2 separate regions of the Mus musculus genome follow, and region 2 is linked to region 1. The links are chromatin contacts, called in public Micro-C maps. All regions are on one chromosome and are shown on one strand. The core of a region is the stretch at or near the end of the contact, and the rest is flanking DNA. Distances in the headings are between cores, read along the strand shown. Region 1 overlaps Ptprs (protein tyrosine phosphatase, receptor type, S). Region 2 holds the start of Nrtn (neurturin).

What was found. Hi-C and Micro-C count contacts between places; a contact is called where the count stands out from the background.
Region 2: a contact with region 1 is called in a Micro-C map of embryonic stem cells, with 1.7 times the contacts expected there. The contact joins the promoter of Nrtn here to the enhancer-like site in region 1. A contact is called at or near these places in 4 of 484 Hi-C or Micro-C datasets (the G1E-ER4 cell line, the HL-1 cell line and embryonic stem cells), 1 of 115 datasets of contacts at active chromatin or transcription factors (bone marrow-derived macrophages) and 1 of 9 other capture datasets (adipose tissue).

Annotation. Positions count from the first base shown.
Region 1 is chr17:56,422,236-56,429,098 of GRCm38.p6, reverse strand. It overlaps Ptprs (protein tyrosine phosphatase, receptor type, S), which reads left to right. Exons shown (of 33, transcript NM_011218.2): 11 at 1-247; 12 at 967-1,160; 13 at 2,595-2,712; 14 at 3,173-3,772; 15 at 4,122-4,219; 16 at 4,821-5,074; 17 at 5,512-5,605; 18 at 5,701-5,916; 19 at 6,813-6,863. Among named protein-coding and RNA genes, the nearest start is that of Mir6977, 6.8 kb to the right of the region's middle. Within about 2 kb of position 3,903, at least 220 of the 459 cell types and tissues checked have an H3K27ac peak or open chromatin away from gene starts, as enhancers often do. A contact at or near this core is called in bone marrow-derived macrophages and embryonic stem cells, where this site is marked.
Region 2 is chr17:56,752,993-56,759,787 of GRCm38.p6, reverse strand. It overlaps Nrtn (neurturin), which reads left to right and starts at 2,240. Exons shown (of 3, transcript NM_008738.3): 1 at 2,240-2,592.

The DNA of each region.
Region 1 (6,863 bases), core at 2,654-5,153:
GTAAGTTGGCGCCCGCCACCGCCAGAAACTCACAACGGGGCCCTCGTGGGCTACAGCGTCCGCTACCGACCGCTGGGCTCAGAGGACCCGGACCCCAAGGAGGTGAACAACATACCCCCGACCACCACTCAGATCCTTCTGGAAGCTTTGGAGAAATGGACGGAGTACCGTGTCACCGCCGTGGCTTACACAGAGGTGGGACCAGGGCCCGAGAGCTCGCCCGTGGTCGTCCGCACCGATGAGGACGGTAAGCACCAGCCCAAGCCATACCCGGGCTGCGCCGGCCCCTGGCAGCTCCAGCTCTGGGACGGGACTGGGGTCAGCGGGAGCCAGGAAGCCAGTGCAAGCTGGCCTCGAAGTTGGGTGCCCTCCTCCCAGGGTATGCCTGTAGGTGGCCTCCTGAGTCTTAGGTGCTCTGGGGCCCTGCACCATCCTGCCTGGAGGCAGGCGGCCACCTCCACCAACATACACCCACAGCGGCCTGTTAGAGGCCAGATAGCCTCCAGTGAAGAGCTAGTGTGAGCTACAGGCCAGGGCTGGGAGCCAAGCACCATGGGAAGAAGAAGTGCTGTTAGTGTCAGTGCAGGTAGAGGGAGGGTTTGGACCTGATGAAATCTGAGCAGTTGTTCTGCTGGCCTACTAGACCAGGAGATGATGGCGTTTGGGGAACTCCTACCTGACTGCCTAGTGCAGTCCCAGCTTTGGGGTCACGGATTCCATTTTCCAAGCCTTAGTTTCCCCATCTGTAGATTGCAGGGATGTGTATCAGTTCAGATGGGGCCATGGAGAAGGGCCACGGGCTCTGGGGACCGTGGTGGTCATTATGTGGTGCTGCAGCAGGTCCTGGGAACATAGGGGGTAGAGGAGGGCCATGCCTTTCCCAGGCCAGCAGCTATCCAACACCCTGGCCAGGGGCAGGGCCTGGCGCCCTGGTAACAGCCCCGCTGCCCCCCTCCTGCCCGCCAGTGCCCAGCGCGCCCCCGCGGAAGGTGGAGGCGGAGGCGCTCAACGCCACAGCCATCCGAGTGCTGTGGCGCTCGCCCACGCCCGGCCGGCAGCACGGGCAGATCCGCGGCTACCAGGTCCACTATGTGCGCATGGAGGGTGCCGAGGCCCGCGGGCCACCGCGCATCAAGGACATCATGCTGGCGGATGCCCAGGTGGGCAGGCACGGCTGGGGTGGCAGGGGTGCCTGGGCACTGTCTCCTCTCTGCTCCCCACTCCGCTGCTGGCTCCCCTCTCACTTCCCTCCTCTCTCTCCCTCCACCGCCTCCCGCTCAGTGGGAGATGGACGACACTGCCGAATATGTAAGTAGTTTTCCAGGCCATTCTGCTGTCCTCTCTGTGCATTCTGCATGCCTGTGGTCTCCCCACCTGTGTCCTTGCGTGCCCTCCATAGCTTCTGATGGACCTAGGGTCGGGAAGGACAGCTGTCAGAGGTGGCTCTAGAGCAGGGTGAATTTGCACTGTGTCCTCAAGCAAGACACTGCCTGTCTCTCTGCTGCTCTGAGTCCGTTTGACAGGAGACACAGAGGCTCTGTACAAGGTCCAGAGTTGCCACTAACCTGGCCTGTGCCCTACAGGGGTTTCATGCCCCAAAGGGAGACCCTCTTTCTTTCCTGCCTGTTTCTGTCTCCTCCCTCCACTCCTGTGTTCCTGAGAATTTCTGTACTGCCAGGCACGAGCGCGCGCGCGCGTGCGTGCGTGCGTGCGTGCGTGCGTGTGTGTGTTGTGTGTGTTGACCAGAGCCACCCAGGTGGGCATCAGGACCTAGTGTGCTTGAACATCTGCTGCCTGGGGTACAGTGTAAACAAACTGTGCCCCAACATGGAGTCACACTATTACCTGTATAGGGGCAAGCACCAAGCATGGGGTGGTCAGCACAGTAGGAAGGCAGAGGCTTATTGCTTCGGGATTTGATCGGAGACAGGATTAGCCTGACACCCCAATCTTCACCTTAGAATTTCAGGGCTGGCTTGAGTCGTGGCCCGCACCTCTCCATCCTGCCTCTCTTCTCAGAGTTATTCCATTTTAAGTTTGCAGCTTGCATCTTAACATTAGATGGCTGTTTCATAACTGGCTTTCAGATTCCAGATAGGGTTAACTGTTGAATTTCTCAAGTTGGTTGTGGGCAGCTCTGATAATCCAGTGGGTTCAGGGGGAAGCCAAGCCCTGGGGTAGGATGGGGCCTGGGATGTTAGAGAAACACCCAGGACCCCCCTGTAGCTGGAGTGCAGTGCCTTTGAGAAGCAGAGAGGGAGGAAGGAGAGCGGGGCAGCAGATGAGCAGGGTCTGGTGGACTATAGAGAATTGACCTGACTCCAGAGAAGGTGGGCGCCTTGGAGGAATGATTCTGATCGGGATGCTCTCTGATGGCTATTGCCCTGGGTATAGGAGCAGGGGACCTGGTGGTGGCTGTGTGCCCAGCTTGTGTGTTTCTGACAGGAGTGTGGACACTGCATGTTGCAGCCTGTGCATGAGCTCACCAGCATGTTGCCTGTGGACTGGAGGCATCATCTCTTGTGACTTTCTTAGGGGAGAAGGTGAGCAGGGCTGGCACCATTGCTGACCGTGCCCACCCATCCCACCCACAGGAAATGGTGATAACGAACCTCCAGCCTGAGACTGCTTACTCTATCACAGTAGCCGCGTATACCATGAAAGGCGATGGCGCTCGCAGCAAACCGAAGGTGGTGGTGACCAAGGGAGCAGGTAGATACCTATCCACTGCACAGCCTCTGGCTCCACAAGGCCAAGAGCATTTCCCATGATTCTCAAGCCAGAGTGGTTTTAAGACGCACCAGCCAGGTGGACCCAAAACAGGAAAGACATGGGCCCTTTTCAGAGGTTCCAGAGGCCAGGCACTGCTGGCCCTGATATCCATCTCTGCCCAAGTCACTCCCTCTCACCAGACACTATACTCATTTGGCTGTCTCCTCTCAGCTGCAAAGTGGGAGTCAAGCTTAAAGGTAGCCCAAAATAGGTCCATGTGCCTCACAGGGAATCCAAGTCTTTGCTTAAAGGAAGTCCTTCCTAAAATGTACCTTTAAAAACTAGACCTTAAGGACTGGGAGTGTGGTCAAGGGTGGGTCCCTGCGCAGAAATCCCTCAGTGAGGGGCTGCCTTTGGGGTTTGGAGAAACGTGGCAGGGCAGCTGTTTCTCCCTCCACAGTGCTGGGCCGCCCCACCCTGTCGGTGCAGCAGACCCCCGAGGGCAGCCTGCTGGCGCGCTGGGAGCCCCCCGCGGACGCGGCCGAGGACCCGGTGCTTGGCTACCGCCTGCAGTTTGGGCGCGAAGACGCGGCCCCGGCCACGTTGGAGCTGGCTGCGTGGGAGCGGCGGTTCGCGGCGCCTGCACACAAGGGCGCCACCTATGTGTTCCGGCTGGCAGCGCGGGGCCGCGCGGGGTTGGGCGAGGAGGCCGCGGCAGCGCTGAGCATCCCCGAGGACGCTCCGCGCGGCTTCCCGCAGATCTTGGGCGCCGCGGGCAACGTGTCCGCGGGCTCCGTGCTACTGCGCTGGCTGCCACCCGTGCCCGCCGAGCGCAACGGCGCCATCATCAAGTACACGGTGTCCGTGCGGGAGGCCGGCGCCCCTGGGCCCGCGACCGAGACGGAGCTGGCGGCGGCCGCCCAGCCGGGGGCCGAGACAGCGCTCACGCTGCGAGGGCTGCGGCCGGAGACGGCCTACGAGTTACGCGTGCGCGCACACACGCGTCGCGGCCCGGGCCCCTTCTCACCCCCGCTGCGCTACAGGCTCGCGCGGGACCCAGGTAGGCGCCGCCCCGGGCCCCGGCCCGCCCCTCCCCACAGGTAAGTCTCGGCCTCCAGACTCAGCCCAGGCGCCCGAGGCTCCAGTCGGTCGGTCGGCAGGCACAGGTGGGATGCGGCTTGGAGGCCACGCCCATTGCTACGCCCCTCCCGCTTTTCTCCGCAGCCGCGCCGTCTCTGCAGCAGCAGCAGCAGGCACTGGGGACAGGGCAGGCAGGGCCGGGCCAGGCAGGAAGGCCGAGGGCACAGCGGACCACAGGGACAACAGGGGCCGCCCCACGCGCCCCTTAGCCAGCGCCCGGTTCTTACTGGGCCATCTTTCTCTCTCTCCCTGCTTGCCGCCGCCCTCAGTCTCCCCAAAGAACTTCAAGGTGAAGATGATCATGAAGACTTCAGTGCTGCTGAGCTGGGAGTTCCCCGACAACTATAACTCACCCACACCCTACAAGGTACTACAACAGTGGAGGAAGGGGCGGGGCGGGAGGTAAAATCTGGGAGCCTGAGGGAGATTGGGCACAGTCAAGGCCACCCCAGATCAGGATTCGATGATACTTAGATTTCACAGTTTAGTCTGAGATTGAGGCGCAGTCTACGATTAATCACAGCTGGATCAGGGTCTGTCAGGGTTGCTACTGAACCTGGGATCAAGGCTCAGTCAAGTTGAAGCCTAGTCAGGACTGGCACTCAGAGCTGGGGTTCTGGCCAAAGCCAGGATTTAGTATGTTGTTCAGTCTTGGTCAGAAGCTAGAGTTAAGGGACCTCCTCGAACAGTCAGTTGTTCCTGAGCCTAACTCCAGGGCTTTGCCATGTTTGAAGGTCAATCAGGGATCAAGGCTTAGTTGGACCTGAAGGTTATTTTTGGACTGGAGCTCAGTCAGCTCTGTACTGAATTAGAACTCAGGAGCTAAGTTTGGGTTTAGGTTCAGTCAGATGGTTCATCCAGAAGTGAGGCTCAGTCAGGATTGGTCCAGGACAGGCAGCCTGAGGTTGCAGCTCTGCTGGGGTTGCTAGGCCCCGGCCCATTTCTTGCTGAGCCAGCTCTGCCTACAGATTCAGTACAATGGGCTCACCCTGGATGTGGACGGCCGCACGACCAAGAAGCTGATCACACACCTCAAGCCACACACCTTCTATAATTTCGTGCTCACCAACCGTGGCAGCAGCCTGGGGGGCCTGCAGCAGACGGTCACTGCCAGGACCGCCTTTAACATGCTCAGTGGCAAGCCTAGCGTCGCCCCGAAGCCCGACAATGACGGTTTCATCGTGGTCTACCTGCCTGATGGCCAGAGTCCTGTGACCGTGCAGTATGCTAACCCCCCTCCCCCCATACCTGTCCCTGTAGCTGTCAACCCACTATGTGACTGCATCGAGCCACACATCCCTTCTGTGACCCCATTTGCACACTTACTGAGATAAGGGTCACGTGAACCTGCCTCATGCGACTGTCCCCATAAAGCCTGACCCTTCACTGGGCGACCTTTAGCCCCCGAAAAGATTCTGGTCTGTGCTTCAGGCTAGCGGGGAGGCCTAGCTAGGAGTCTGCAGTGAGGACCTCAAGGGGCTTCCTGGGAGGCGGGGAAAGGGCGTAAGATCACGTGGGCTTTGAGGGATGCACAGGACACTGAGATCTGGCACGCCATGAAGTAGGCAGAAGGCAGATAGCTAAGAACTGGGACGTAGAGGCGTGTTACTGCAAGGGGTTGGGATTGGGACACGGGTGTCACTGAAACTCTACCCACAGGAACTACTTCATTGTGATGGTCCCACTTCGGAAGTCTCGAGGTGGCCAGTTCCCTGTCCTACTAGGTAGTCCAGAGGACATGGATCTGGAGGAGGTAAGGCCACCCCGTCTCCATGGGGCCTGCACACAGCCAGGCTGTGACGCCCGTCTCCCCTAGGAGCGCTGAGGCCTGTGACACTCTTTCTGCAGCTCATCCAGGACATCTCCCGGCTGCAGAGGCGCAGCCTGCGCCACTCCAGACAGCTGGAGGTGCCTCGGCCCTACATCGCCGCTCGATTCTCCATCCTGCCAGCTGTCTTCCATCCTGGGAACCAGAAGCAATATGGTGGCTTTGACAACAGGGGCTTGGAGCCAGGCCACCGCTATGTCCTCTTTGTGCTTGCTGTGTTGCAGAAGAATGAGCCTGTAAGTCCTCGGCAGCGTCTGCCTACATCCTAGCTTCCACCTACATCCTAGCTTCCACCTACATCCTAGCGTCCGCCTACATCCTAGCTTCCACCTACATCCTAGCGTCCGCCTACATCCTAGCTTCCGCCTACATCCTAGCTTCCGCCTACATCCTAGCTTCCGCCTACATCCTAGCTTCCGCCTACATCCTAGCTTCCGCCTACATCCTAGCTTCCGCCTACATCCTAGCTTCCGCCTACATCCTAGCTTCCGCCTACATCCTAGCTTCCGCCTACATCCTAGCGTCCGCCTACATCCTAGCTTCCGCCTACATCCTAGCTTCCGCCTACATCCTAGCTTCCGCCTACATCCTAGCTTCCGCCTACATCCTAGCTTCCGCCTACATCCTAGCTTCCGCCTACATCCTAGCGTCCGCCTACATCCTAGCTTCCGCCTACATCCTAGCTTCCGCCTACATCCTAGCTTCCACCTACATCCTAGCTTCCCCACCAGCCTGGAGACAGGATAGAAATGGAGGTACAGAGGTCACCTGGTGGCTTGCTCTATGGATATGTGGACCTCTCTGTGAGGTTGACCCAAATCGATCCCCAAAGCCAAGCATAGACGTTGTGAGCTCACAGAAGGCTAGGCCTGGACAAAGAGACTGACTGGACACGGGGTTGGGGTGAGGGTCCCTAGGGTTCATCCTTTAGAGGAAAACACCACCTTAGCTGGGGCTGAGAAGGATCAGCAGGAGCTCAACAGAAAAGGTTTCCCATCCCCCATGTGCCCCAGGAGAGAAGCCTGGGAGCGGCCCCGGCAGCGGGCATAGACAGCTAGAGGGCGTTAGGCCAGTTGGGGGTCCGGATGTGGCCAGCACTGATGACAGCCCCTCCGCTGCCTCTGTCCTGCAGACATTTGCAGCCAGTCCCTTCTCAGACCCCTTCCAGCTGGACAACCCGGAC
Region 2 (6,795 bases), core at 991-3,490, 330 kb before region 1:
GCTATTGGAATAGATGACACTTGTATTTCTGGTGTGACCACGACCAGCCCTGAGCAAGGCAGCCACTTTGTGTATCTGAGGCTGATGAGATTCCCTGTAAGTCTTTGTAGCAAACCATGTGACTCAAAAATGGGGTCATAGGTGGGTGCAAGTTCTGTGTCCCCACCTTTTGCTCCTGACTCGCCTGACGCTGTCAGCTCTACCCTTGCACCCCTATCCCAGAGGAAGAGCCCAGTCTTTCAAGTTGCTGTTGCCAGGACAACCGTTTTATGAGCGTCCACATGGTGGGCACATGTGTGTGTCCTGCACTCCATGTGTCTGTCTGCCCCACCCCCCGTCACAGCTGGGCCGGGTGAACAGAGGTGGCCACAGGACGGCTGGTGACAGCTTCATGGGGGCTGGCCCAGTAGGGGTGGGCTCTGGCTAGCTCTGTGTGCAAGGAGGCCCTGGCCTCCCATACCAGCCCCCCATGTGTGTCATGTGTGTGCCTGAAGGAGCTGTGGGATTTTCTTGCACATATTGTATGCTGGGGGGGTGGGCTTTGCACCAGTGGTGGGTGTGACAGAGGAGACAGGGAACAGCTATATTGTTTATTATGTGTATTGCCTGGTGTGGGTCTGTGTATGTCATCCAGCACCAGGCTGTAGCAGAATTGAGTGTGTGTGCAGGAGCCAGCCTCAGGGGAGATCCTCTGTGTGTAAAGTCAGTTTGCCTCTGGTATGTACAGAGCCTACAGTTAAGTGTCCTGCTGTCAAACTCTGTGTGTGCTAGCACGCACTCACCAGGTGTCCAGCTCTGAGTGACAACAGGGATGGGAAAGATGTACCTTCATGTAAAGCACAGGTTGGAAGGACCCATCCTGAATGTCCCATCTCCATATGCCAGGCCCTTATCCGACTCCCCATGCCAGACCCTCACCTGTCTCCCCCATGCTAGGCCCTCACCTGTCTCCCCCAGACCCCCACCCCGCCCCACCTTCCCCATTTTCCCCGTGCCACACCTTTGCCCTATCTCCCACACCCACACCCTTGCCCCATCTCCCTGTCCCATCTCCCCACACACACAAACACCCTGACCCTATCCTCCACCTCACCCCTGCCATGCCCTGGGCCCTGGGAAGCCTCAGGCACAGGAAGGAATCAGCCTCAGGTCTCTGAACATACAGGTGACTTTCAGAGTCTACTGTTCTGACCCACGGAGTCAAATAAACCCTCATTACCAACTGCACCTGACATGCACATGAGCACACTCTATGACCAGCGTTAGGCCCTTGGGAAGGGGTGGGGCTGTTTGGGAGGCTGGTACTGAAAAGGCTTCTGGGATAAGTGAACCTTAAGTCAGGGGCAGGTGGCAGCCAAGGGAGCTGAAGATTTGGCAAAGGATGTCAAAGAGGGAGGAGCCTCAACCCTGGTTTCTCGGCAACCAGGTGTGGCAGGGGCGTGGCCACAGTAGGTCTCGCCCCACCCACCCCATCTCTGAGTGACCGGGCCCCGCTAGGGGGCGCTTGCGGATCACAGGAAGAGTAGGGTGTGGTGGGTTTGAGTGATCAAGTCCCAGATAGGGTGCTTTTAGGAGGGAAGTCATTTGTGAGAAACAGAGGTCGTCCCCGCCCCCCCCCCGCCCCCCCGCTCCCAATGGTGCTCTGAGGGGCAGGATGGTGGGAAGCATTAGTTCACCGCGGACAACAGGATCTTCAATTTTACATAATCTAGGTTATCTAAGAGACTGAACTTAGTTTCCCTGGGAGGGTTTTCTTGGAGAGGATAGAGGGGTGGGCTTAGGGGTGGGGAGGACTTGTGAGGGGACCATGGGTGAGTGCAGAGTGGCCTTTGGTTGGGAGGGAGGGTCACGTGTGTCTTGAGATTCTTAGATGGCTTCAGAGCGCCGGAACAGCAATTTGGGTTGAGGGGCGATGCTATAGAGATTCTCCCTGGTTGGTAGTTTAGAGGAGCTAGATAGGGAGTTGGAGACCTGGGGCAGGAATGTGCAAAGTTAGTGAGGACTAGATTCGGGGCGCAAAGTCTCAGATAAAGGAGAGTCCCCGGGAGGAGTGGATCAACCAACTGATCGATGGAGCAGTGTGGCTGTTTAGGGCCTCCCACGTTCCTGCCACCTGCTCTCCCGGAGCGCCCCTACAGCTGTGGGCAGGACGAGGGCGGTTCCCGAGCCCGGGAAACCCTACGCCACGCCCACGTCCACGCCTCCGGGAAGGCCACGCCCCCTCGAGCCCAGCCGGCCTGAGGTGCGCGGCGGGAGCGGAGGGAGAGCGCGCGGTGGCTTCGTCCGTGTGCCCCGCGCCCGGCGCTCCTCGCGTGGCCCCGCGTCCTGAGCGCGCTCCAGCCTCCCACGCGCGCCACCCCGGGGTTCACTGAGCCCGGCGAGCCCGGGGAAGACAGAGAAAGAGAGGCCAGGGGGGGAACCCCATGGCCCGGCCCGTGTCCCGCACCCTGTGCGGTGGCCTCCTCCGGCACGGGGTCCCCGGGTCGCCTCCGGTCCCCGCGATCCGGATGGCGCACGCAGTGGCTGGGGCCGGGCCGGGCTCGGGTGGTCGGAGGAGTCACCACTGACCGGGTCATCTGGAGCCCGTGGCAGGTAAGCAGAGTCCCGGAGTGCAGTGCGGGGGGCGTCCCCAAATTTCCCCTACCAGGTCAGTGCCGGGCTCCGTACACGACGGGGTGCGCTCTGGGCTCCTACGACTCTCGATGCCTGTGGAAGGCTGCTGGACCAGCGGGCCCCCGTGAGCGCCCCGTCGGTCAGGGAGAATGGAGTAGGGGTACTTCGTGGTCACAGGAAACCCTGGGAGGGGGCCCAGGCGCGCAGCCCTGCGGCGCACAGAAGTAAACAGTCAGGGGCGCGTTCCCTGCGTTCCTGGGGACACCGTGTCCTCCCCGGTAAGGGCCGGGCCACTGGGCTCCTGAATCGCTGTTCAGCCACAAGAGGGCGTGGGGCTCTTTAGTGGAGGGGGGGTCCCTTAAGGGCAAAGCTCAGATTAGAAACGGGGGTGTGTTCCCCACTTTCCGAGTTCTTGTTCCAGATTATCCCCAGATAACTCGGTTTATGGGTAAGAAGTCACCAGGCCCACCCAAGTTTGCTGCAGAGAGTGGGCAGACATCAGGTGGGACAGGGAGGCAGAAATCCTAAAGCCCAGGATGCTAAGATGCGTGTGTGTGTGTGTGTGTGTGTGTGTGTGTGTGTGTGTGTGTGTGTGTTGAGGTTGCCACCTGCCTGCCTCACTGGGTCTGGCTGGGGAACTTCGAGGGGGCGAGAGTGCTGGGAACTGGTTTCTGTCCCACTGCCTTCGTGGGGCTTCACATCCCTGGTGTCTGGGACACCCTTTTTGTGTGTCAGTGCCCCGGGCTGAGGAAGCCCTATGGGGTGTGACTGGCAGGATATCAGCAGCAGGTAGATTCCAGCCTGACCAGCTTGTCCCACCCCAGCCCCTAGCCCCAAGGCCACCCCCCCCCCCCATCCCTTCTGCTCTTTCATCTGCTTTTCCATAGGGGACCTCCTGAGCCTGCTGCAAACCCCTATGCTACCACAAAGGGCTGGCTGTGCCAGGTAGTGAGAAATGTCCCTCTCAGCCAGGCACCCCCCTCAGCCGGATTACACCCCATCACCTCAGGTACCCTCCTCAGCTGGGTACCCCACCTCAGCCCCTCAGCCGGGCATCCTGTCCCGAAATGCTACCATCCTGTTTCTCAGAATTAAATAAAAAACAATCACACAAACTCTGAGCCAGGCACCCAAAACAAAACCAAAAACCAAAAACCAAACCAAAACAACACAAAAGCTAGAGATGTTTTTGACAAATGTTTGCCTGTGGGCAGTGTCTTAGAGGCAGACACACTGGCATGCACAGACGTGGGACGTGGGAACTCGTGTAACTAGGTGATGACCGGAGACTCTGGAGGAGCAGGAGACTCAGGGAAGACTTCCTGGAGGAGGGGCATTACAACTGGGGCTGAGCAGGATGAGTAGGAGTTTTGTAAGTGAGGAAGAAAGGGACAGTGCTTGGCTTGTTTGGGGACAGTCAGGGTGACCCGGTGGTGGTGGTGGTGGTGGTGGTGGTGGTGGGGAGAATATTCTGGAAGTATGACAGAGGAAGAATGGGGAATAGGTGTGGCGCCTCTGGCCATTGTCAGAGCTACTCAGGATCTGGAGGGAGAAGCATCAGGAGTTCAAAGTCAGCTTTGGATACATAGAGTCCAGCCTGGGCTACACTGACTCAAAAGAGAGATGAGAGCAAACTTACAAATAAGTCCTTGATACCAGAGCTCTCCCTGTTGACCACGCAGCCTGTGACGCCAGTTCGGGTGGTCAACGCCTCTGCATTTGCCTCGCATTCACACGTATATATAAAATAATGAAAAGAATTCCTTTAAAAGTTCAATAAGTAAACAGAATAAGAAGAGAAAGAAAGTGCCGGGCCGCCTAGACTCCCAGCTCCCGTCTGGGGAAACTAAGGCCCAGATGCTCTCCCATCTCCCAGCTGGGGAAACTGAGGTTCAGATAGGCTCCCAGTTCTCGCCTGGAGAAACTGAGGCTCGGAGAACAGACACCTTTATCTAGGACCTGAGACCAAACTTTGAATTTGGGAAGGAAGGAGAGGACAGGCAAGTGCCCTCCCTCCCCACCCTGTTACTGCCGCATCCGGCGCCTGCCTCAGTTTCCCTTCCAAGCCAGATGGCCAGGACTCTAGCGGGTGACTCTTCCCAGCCACCCTCAGGGCCCCGCGCCAGCGGCTCAGCCCGCATTAGCCTGATCCGGTTATGCGTGGGGCCTCCTGCTCACAACCAGCTGCTGTGCTGTGTGCCCTGCCGCGCAAAGTCCACCTTTCTGGTTCTGCCTGTCGCGGGCTGGGGAGGGGGTGAAGGGAACAGGGAGTAACAGGGTGGGAAGGAAAAGGGCTTCCCAACAGAGGCTGCAGAGTCGCGGAGACTCCACCCCCTTCCCCATTTTAAGTCCAACTACTGAGCGACGTTTGAGCCACCACTGTCCTGTGTTGAAGAATGTATGGTGACGGGGTGGCTAAGCTGACAGTTGCTCTCCGACTTCCGCACAGGCACGCTGCGGCGCGTGCTCCCCTAGACATACACATGGAAATAAGATGAAATCTCTTTAAGTGTAGGGGGCCACTGGAATTGGGGCTTTGAGGTATGAGCAGGAGTTTGGTCAGTACAGCATCGCTTGGGCTCTAGAGGTGTAGCAGCCCTGGGGGGGTCTTGCCCCTTCTCTCGACTGGGAGGGAGCGGCTATGTTCCCCCCCTCAACCCATCAAGCCCCAAATGCCTCCCCAGGCCACAGCCCCCACAGCTCATCGGAAACAGCTGTGCTCCGCAGATGTTGTTGCTTTGCCCCCAGATGTGCGTCCCGCCAGCGGGTGGGGCCCTCGGAAGGAGGTGAGGACCCAGGCTCCGGGAGGCCTCAGTTTCCCCATCTGGAACCACTAAGAATCCATAGACTGTCTGGGAAAAACTGTGACTGGTGGGAAAACTGAAGCACGGACTCTGGAAAGTGTAGGTCTGGGAGTCCCTCCTCCCCTGGTGCCCCCATGATTTTCTAGAATTGAATGACCTCCCCAAACCGCAGGCAGTAGCACATATCACGCCAGCTCTCAGGAGGTGGAGGCAGGAGTGCAGGGTCACCCTCAGCTACATACTTGGGCTACAGGAGACCCTGTGGGTTACAAGGAGTGAGCAGGCTGAGAAACAGGTTCAGAAAACTGAACTTCGGCCCTCCCCTCCCCCGCACCTTTTGGCTCTGACTGAAGATGGGGAAACTAAGTCACAGCGGGAACGGCAGCGGGGGGGGGGGGAGCAGTTGCCATGGAGATGGGGCAAGGCAACTCTCCTGGTCCTATAGTGGAGGAACCAAGCTTTGAAGGATGAATAGGAGTTTGAGGCTGCTGCGGTTAGGGCCCAATTCCAGGCCCTGGCTACTAGCCAGGCTGAGCGCCACGGTGCCCAGGCATGCGCACACCTTCTCTGCATACACGTGTGGGTCTGCTGGACATAACTGCAATGGGGAAACTGAGGCTGGGAAGAGGGAGGAACAGGAGAATATGACCCTGGGCAGAACGCTTGCCAGGATGCGGTGACCCTTGGCCCCCTTCCAGGAGCCTCTGTGCACCTACGTCACGCCCCCTAGGATACCCCCGCCCCTTCCGTGCCAGACACAAACCAGTCGGGTGACCCCGGACAGAGGGACCATTGTTCATGGGTTCAGAGCTCAGCTGGGGGTGCTTGGTCCAAGACCACTGGGTGGGTGCGACCGTGCCACCCCCAGTACTGGCATTTCCGCTGTCATGCTTCCTCATAGAACCCAGAGAGGAAACTGAGGCACTGCCCCCAGAGGGATAATAAGGCACAGGCCTTGGGCGTGAGGGCGGTCATGCCAGGACAACTAACTCCCGGGCCACAGACGCTAAGGACACGGGTTTGGTACTCGCGCGCGCGCAGCGCACAGGCCCCTGTCACTCTGCCCCGGGGACCCCACATCCACTCCTGGCTTCCATGGGTAGTGCATGTGACTTGGACTTGAGTTGAATTCAGAGTGGAGCTTAGGCAAACCATCGGCGCCCAATAAATGTCAGACGAGGACAAATAGACACATGGTTTACTGGTACAGTGGACAATGGAGAGTCTTGAAGCCTCAGTATACAGTTGGTGTTCAATAACCAAGCGAGCTGGAGCTGCAGACTGAACCCCGGGTCCAAGCAGGGAAGGAGGATCAGAGCTCAGGGTCAGCCTCTGATACACAAGAGTTTCAGACCAGCCTGGGGTAAATCTCAAAAGG